2 separate regions of the Macaca mulatta genome follow, and region 2 is linked to region 1. Evidence: chromatin contacts called from public Hi-C data. All regions are on one chromosome and are shown on one strand. The core of a region is the stretch at or near the end of the contact, and the rest is flanking DNA. Distances in the headings are between cores, read along the strand shown. Region 1 holds the start of ECD (ecdysoneless cell cycle regulator). Region 2 holds the start of DNAJB12 (DnaJ heat shock protein family (Hsp40) member B12).

Region 1 (3,978 bases), core at 903-3,402:
TGGTCAGAAACTCAAGAATGACTCAAAATATCATGCTTGCAATTATCATGTATGTGTATGATAATTAACAATATTTAATCAATACATTTAATTAAATTTAATTAGTTAATATTTAATACATATTAACGCTTAATAGTTAATTAATATATTTATGGTTGCTAAAATTACATAGCTAAATGAAGAGAAAAAGTTAATATTTAATTAATAAATTCACTTATAGTTAATATGTAATTAATATATTTATGGTTGCTAAAATTATATAGTTCCATGAAGGAAAAAAAATTGAAATTTGGGGTTAAAACCCAAGCTCAACTCCTGAGTTTTTTGGCTATATAATCTTAAAATGTGTAACATTTCTGATATAATTTCACCTCCTGAGAGGCTGAAGATAATCATACTCATTTTACAGAGTTGTTAAGAAGATCAAAAAGTGAAGTCAGCTGGGCATGGTGGCTCAAGCCAGCACTTTGGGGGGCCAAGGTGTGAGAATTGTTCGAGTCCAGGAGTTTGAGACCAGCCTGGGCAACATAGTGAGACCCTGTCTCTACCAAAAAAAAATTTTGTTTAAATTAGCCAGTTGTGGTGGTGTGCACCTGTAGTCCCAACTACTCGGGAGGCTACATTGTGAGGATCATCTGAGCCTATAGGTGGAGGCTGCAGTGAGCAAGGATTGCACCACTGCCCTCCAGCCTGGACAACAGAGCAAGACCATGTCTCCAAAAAAAAAAAATAAATAAAGTGAAGGCCCTTTTGGAAGTGTAAAGCATTAATAAATGTTTGACACTATTATTACTTTCTAAATTATTATACAACACTTTAATCAGGGTAAGGGATGGATCTTTTTTATTATTTATTTATTTATTTATTTATTTATTTATTTAGAGACAGAGTTTCACTCGTCACCCAGGCTGGAGTGCGATGGCGTGATCTCCGCTCACTGCAACCTCTGCCTCTCAGGTTCAAGTGATTCTCCTGCCTCAGCCTCCCAAGTAGCTGGGATTACAGGCGCCTGCCACCACGCCTGGCCAATTTTTTTTTTTGTATTTTTAGTAGAGATGGGGTTTCGCCATGTTGGCCAGGGTGGTCTCGAACTCCTGGCCTCAAATGATCCGCCCGCCTCAGCCTCCCAAGGTGCTGGGATTACAAGTGTGAGCCACAGCGCCCGGCCGTGGGGGTGGATCTTTTTAAAGCCAGAAATATTTGCTCTCTAAAGTCTCAAAAGCAAAACTGATCTTTATGGATTCTGGTGCTTAATTGCAGAGGTGGGGAGGCAGTATGTGTGATGGTTATGACCACAGGCTTCAGCATCAGATCGACATCAGGTTTGTACCTCTCAGCTCTACCACCTTCAAGCTGTGTGATCTTTGGCATGCTACAACCTTTAATTCTGGGATCTTTATCTGTAGAATGTGCAAAATAATGTTCCCAAACTGATATCATTGATAGGAGTGAGCAAATGTATGTAAATAGCTTTGCACAGTGTCAAGTGAGCACTTTCCTGGAGCCCTCAGGAACTAAGCCTTAATAGCTTAGTTATTAAGCTATTAATAACTTCTCGAGCTATCGTGGCCATTAACAATGGGACCTGAAGCACTGCGGATGCTACAAATGCTTCAGCGGACCCAGTGCCTGAGTTCAGGAATTACAGACCAAGGGCGACACGCCCTCAGCTGGAGATGGAGGAAGAAGGGGCAGCGTCCAGCAGGGCAGAGAGGAGAGAATTCCGAAGAAAAATCTCTCCCTAGCCCTGGGAAAGGAAAGGAACGAAGGACTGGTCAAGGAGGGTCCCCAGAGCGCCCGCGGCCCGCCCCGGCTGGGGTGGCTGAGCAGTCCACTCACAGCTCCAAGCTCTGTGGCACCGTCTTCCTACTGTATCTGGAGATCATCCTCCTCCTCCTCCTCCTCCTCAGCCGCGGCCGGGGCGGGCACGCCAGGGTGGGGGCCTCCGGGCCTGGCCCTCCCGCCAGCTCCGGCCCGGCCCCCTCCCGCCACCTACCGGCCCCGTCTTGCCCCGTCGCCTAGACTCCGAGCCGCCACCTCCCCAGTGTCCCCACCTCTCCAGTTCTCCGACCTCCCCGCCTTGCCGCGGGGGCGGAAGTGACGAAGGCACCCGGGCACCCGCAGAATGCTCTCACCGACGCACAGCAGTGACGACACACAAGGTTCCGGGGACTGAGCGGGTTTCAGGCTTTCAGGATTTCTGCTGGCCACAGGTCCCGGGCAGGCGTCGGGACAGAGCCTGATCTAGGCTTCGGCGGCCTGTGGCAGCTCTCGATCAGCTCTCGATCAGCTCTCGGAGTCGGAGAGGCGGCTAAGGAAAGGTGCCACAGCAGAGACGCGCAGGAGAGGCCCTGGAACCGTAAGATAAATTGGCTTCATTTTGTTAGATGGCAGGAGGGAGCCTAGACCGGATAAGGAGCACTAGACTCCAAGTCAAGCCCCTGCTGCTTAGTCGCTTCTCTTTCTGTGCTCTGGGTTTTCTCATATGTACAGTGAGGCATTCACCTGAGTAGTGATCATAGAGTCCCTTCAAGTTCTGACACCAAATTCTGCATGATGAGGTGTGTTTGGCGTTATGGGGTGAATGGGTAAAATTACTGTCTGTCCCTCTGCGTTGAAAGGCAAAATGATGATTTGGCCAGACTGTGGTGAGTGGGTGTCTGGACAGAAGAAGTAGGTTCCTTATGAATCTCTTAGAAAGCTGAGTAAGATTGGAATCGTGGAGTTAGGGTGGTGCATCCACCGCGGTTCCTTCCTTTACCAAGCATCACCTGGCAGCAAGAATAAACTAGTACTCTTATTTAGGAAAACCCTTAGAAAATTAAGAGATAAGTAAGGAAAACCCCTAGGAAATTAAGAAATATCAATGTGACCTCCGTCAAAATACCAATGACATTCTTCACAGTCATAGAAAAAAGATCCTAAAATTTATATGGAACCACAAAAGACCCAGAATAGCCAAAGCTATCCTGAGCAAAAAGAACAAAACTGGAAGAATCACATTACCTGACTTCAGATTATACAACAGAGTTATAGTAACTAAAACAGCAGGGCACTGGCATAAAAAGAGGAACAGAATAGAGAACCCAGAAACAAATCCATATGTCTGCAGTGAATTCATTTTCAACAAAGGTACCAAAAACATACATTGGTGAAAAGATAGTCTCTTCAATAAATGGTACTGGGAAAACTGATACCCATATGCAGAAGAATGAAACTAGACCCACTACCTCCCACCATATACAAAAATCAAGTCAAAATGGATTAGAGACTTAAATCTAAGCCCTAAAACTATGAAACTACTAAAAGGAAATATTGGGGAAACTCTCTAGGACATTGGAGTGGGCAAAGATTTCCTGAGTAATACCCCACAAACAGAGGCAACCAAAACAAAAATGGACAAATGGGAGCACATCAAGTTAAAAAGCTTCTACACAGCAAAGGAATTAATCGACAAAGTGAAGAGAGAACCCACAGAATGGGAGAACATATTTGCAAATTACCCATCTGACAAGGAATTAATAACCAAAATATATAAGGAGCTCAAACAACTCTCTAGGAAGCAGTCTAATAATTGATTAAAAATTGGACAAAAGCTCTGAATAGACATTTCTCTAAAAAGACATACAAATGTCAAACAGGTTTATGAAAAAGTTCTCAATATCATTGATCATCAGAGAAATGCAAGTCAAAGCTACAGTAAGATAGCATCTCACCCCAGTTAAAATGGCTGTTATCCATAAGACAGGCAATAACAAATGCTGGCAAGGATTTGGAGAAAACACTGTTGATGAGAATGTAAATTAGTGCAGTCACTATGGAGAACAGTTTTGGAGATTCCTCAAGAAACTAAAAATAGAGCTACTATGTGATCCAGCAATCCCACAGCTGGGTGTTTACCCAAAAGAAAGGAAATCAGTATATTAAAGAGATATCTGCACTCCCATGTTTATTGCAGCACTATTCTCAGTAGCCAAG
Region 2 (3,842 bases), core at 631-3,130, 860 kb after region 1:
TCCTCCCACCTCAACCTCCTGAGTAGCTGGGACTACAGGCATGTACTACCACACCCAACTAATTATTTATTTTTTTGTAGTGATGGGATCTCACTCTGTTGCGCAGGCGGGTCTCAAACTCCTTGCCTCAAGTGATCCTCCCACCCCTGGCCTCCCAAAATGTTACAGGAGTGAGCCACTGTGCCTGGCCCCAAAATTATATTTCCAGCTCCTTTTTGCCTAAACCCTACAAATGTACAACACCCTAGTCTATATCTCTGCTTGATTCTAAAAAGCATCATAAACTGAACCAAACACTTAATATTCCCCCACCAAACTGCTCCTTTTATAGTCTTTTCCATTTCCTTATTTTAGTAAATAGAAATTATCTTCTTCCAGTTGTCAAGCCAAAAACATTGGAATCATCCTTGAATCCTCTTTCTCTCACAGCCCACATCCATTGCGTCATTCCATCTTCAAAATGTATCCAGAATTTTACTACTACTCACCACCTCTGCCATCACCCGTATCCAAGTTACCATTAATTTTCACCTGTATTATAATAGTAGCTTCCTGACTCTCATCCGGATTACTGTAGTAGCCTCTTACCAAATCCTGCCCGAAAGGCCAAGCAATGTAAGGGCTGACAGATGATTAGGGGATTCGGCAATGTGGAGGTAACTGGCAACCTTCACAAGATTGCTTTCACTGGAGTGGTAGCCCTCGAAGAACGGGATAATGATAGAACTGGATTACACTCTGTAGTAGAATCGTTTTCTTTCTTCTTCTTTTTTTTTTTTTTAGATGGACTTTCACTCTTGTTGCCCAGGCTGGAGTGCAATGGCGCGATCTTGGCTCACCACAACCTCCTCCTCCCGGGTTCAAGTGATTCTCCTGCCTCAGCCTCCCGAGTAGCTGGGATTACAGGCATATGCCACCATGCCCGGCTAATTTTGCATTTTTAGTAGAGATGGGGTTTCTCCATGTTGGTCAGGCTGGTCTCGAACTCCCGACCTCAAGTTATCCACCCGCCTCGGCCTCCCAAAGTGTGGATTACAGGCGTGAGCCACCGCGCCCGGCCTATAGTAGAATCTTTATGCTCCCTAGAGTGTATTCGCCTTCTTCATCCTGTTATAACTCACCAAGAAAATTCCCTTTTCAGAGCCTTTGCACTTGCTGTTCCTTCGGCCTGACCGCCCTTCTTCCAGTCACATCTACTTGTTACCATTCCTGAATTCTGGTACCTGTTAATGACAGTTTCTGAGAGGTTTCTTTTATCGCACTATTTAAAATAGCACCTCCCACTCTCTATCCTTGTGTTTTCCATAATTTTTCTTCATCGCTTTTATCACTTTCTGAATATATCTGCAGAGCTCCCCTAACCCTACACACAGTGGAATGTAAGCTCCATGAGAGCAGGGGCTTTGTTTTGTTCACCCCTGTATGCCATAAAACCATAAAACCATGCCTGACAAACAGTGGGCACTCAATATCTGTTCAGTGAATAAATAAATAACCTTCGTCTGAAACGTATATAGTTACGTTACGTATATAGACCATCACCTAGTAAACCGTCTGGGAATAACAGGCACTCCGAAGGCCCCAGTCTCAGCCAGACGGCTACCACGTGACCTTCCTGAGCTTGGGTTTTCTCCTCGGAAAGATTAGAGGGTTGGTGCATACTCAACTCTAAGACCTCCGGAAGATGGAATCTGGGCATGCACCATTATTGACACCTAAGCCAGCCGTCCCTTTCTTAGAAAACATACGGTAGCGCCTCCACCCTCGCTCAAATCTCGGGAAAGGAGGGGCGGAGGGTGAATGTCATCACTCCGCGCCCGCCTGCCCGCGACGCGCCGGCGGGTGGCGCAGCCCTTCGCTCGCCCGGCCTCCCCCTCCCTGGTTCCGCGCTCTGGTTCCGCCATGGAATCCAACAAGGATGAAGCTGAGCGCTGTATCAGCATCGCCCTCAAGGCCATCCAGAGCAACCAGCCCGACCGGGCGCTCCGCTTCCTGGAGAAGGCACAGCGGCTGTACCCGACGCCGCGAGTTCGCGGTGAGTGTGAGGTGTCGGAGAGACTGGGGACATTAGAACTGATGGGGGGAACACGGGAACGGACCGACTGGAGCAGTTGGAGGAGGGGGAGGGGTGGCGAGGCGCGGCTACGCCTGCGCACTGAGGCGCGCGGTGGCTGCTGGGAGGCGTAGTTTTTCCCTCGCGCTCCTCTGCGGGATGCGAGCCATCTGGAGACTCGGGCGCCCGGGACTTCAGCTTTAGGTGTGCTCGCGGAATCCGCTGGGATCTGAGGTCTCCGAGAATGAAACGCGCGGGCAGCCAGGACGAAGGGAACTTACCTAGAAGTGAACTCGAACTACTTTTCCCAAGGGGCCGTTCGGTGGCCCAGGCCAGTAGCCGGCCTGGGAAGTATCATAGTTCAGGAAAATAAACATAACTCCTTTGAGGGAGAGAATGGGCGCTAGACGGGGAGAGACTTCCGTCCTTCGAGCGCAAGGGAAAGGCGCTTCCGTATCTTCACTGCCTTTCACGTCTCGGGCTGAGGGTCGGGGACCACCCTCCCAAAATGCTAGCCGGCCTTTACACCCACCCCAGTCCGCCGCTTCCTACGGTCTGTCCTGAGGCCGGTTGCCTCACTCCTCCTGATGATGAGATTCGAAGTGTGTGGCCTGATGGGAGGTGTTGGTCTCAGCCACCCCAGCCCTCCATCGCCCGCAAGAGTCCAGCGGCAGCCGCTATGTGGACGCCGAGGCTGCTGAGTGACCCTGGACAGGAGGCTCCTGAGCCAGGCAGGGAAGAGTGAGGCTGGCTTTACAACTCATCACCTCGCTTCACCCGGGAACCCTTTCTTTTTCCTTTAACCTAAGTTTTCCAAGGAGTTTTTCTTAATCCAAGCTAGAGGGGAGAAAGACACCGGGTGGTGCTTGTGATCACCACTTAGTAAACCGTCAGGGAATAACAGGCACTCCGAAGGCCCCAGTCTCATCCTGACGGCTACCACGTGACCTTCCTGAGCTTGGGTTTCCTCCTCGGGAAGATTAGAGGGTTGGCGCAGATAATGTGATTGGCAATAATACCCATAGGGCTTTGCAGTTTAGGAAGCTCCTTCGCCTGTGCCTTCTTACTTGAGCCTGCCAGTCAGGGAGGCAGAGCAAAGATCATTATCTGTATTCTATGGGTGAGGAAAATCTCTGAGGTAAGGGATGCCCAAGATGACACAGCTAGAAAGTGGAAAGTTCTGTGACTCTGTAAATGTTTATGAAAGAAAAGAAATGAAATTGAGGAACAGCAGTCAGCCTCCTAACCGGCCCTGCCCTCCTGATGAGACTGAGAAGCGGGAGGCTGGTGGAAGAGGTAGCCTGGACTGCTGAACTTTCCTCCCTCCAGACTCTTGCAGGTTGATCTTTGGCCTGTTTGCCTCCCCTTGGAGAGGGTTTCGGGCTGTATTTGTCAGGACACCTGAGGTAACCTGCTCGAGGAGCCTCCCTATGAATTAATTGGTATTCTGTGGTGGGGCGTGGTCCCTCCAGCTGTCAGAATTCTGCCTGACACTGATGCTGCTGCGGGCTCGGGACCTGGCAGCCAAGAAAGAATGGGCCACAGGGCCTGTGGGGATCTTTCTGTCAGCAGGCCCCCTACACCAGTTCAGGAGCTTGAAGGAGTGTCCTCTCTCAGGCTCGGGCTCTGGAATTTGCTGAGACAGAAGAATCACCTGCCTGCATATTTGTCATATTTGTGCTTTTCTTCAAAGACTATGAGACTATACGCCTTATGCATCTGTGTAAACTCTACCATCTGCAGCCCTCCACTGAGCTGACAAGGACCTGGGATTAGTTTAGGTCTGGGA

The links. A called contact is a pair of places that touch in the nucleus more often than the background predicts.
Region 2: a Hi-C map of liver shows a contact between it and region 1, with 8 times the contacts expected there. The contact joins the promoter of DNAJB12 here to the promoter of ECD in region 1. A contact is called at or near these places in 5 of 14 Hi-C or Micro-C datasets (CD4 T cells, blood, fetal cortex germinal zone and 2 more).

The regions. Positions count from the first base shown.
Region 1 is chr9:76,394,206-76,398,183 of T2T-MMU8v2.0, forward strand. ECD (ecdysoneless cell cycle regulator) reads left to right here and starts at 2,153. Exons shown (of 14, transcript NM_001261188.1): 1 at 2,153-2,359. It overlaps FAM149B1 (family with sequence similarity 149 member B1), which reads right to left and starts at 2,001. Exons shown (of 14, transcript NM_001261753.1): 1 at 1,840-2,001. The coding sequence starts at 1,886.
Region 2 is chr9:77,257,709-77,261,550 of T2T-MMU8v2.0, forward strand. It overlaps DNAJB12 (DnaJ heat shock protein family (Hsp40) member B12), which reads left to right and starts at 1,881. Exons shown (of 9, transcript XM_028826503.2): 1 at 1,881-2,035. The coding sequence starts at 1,903.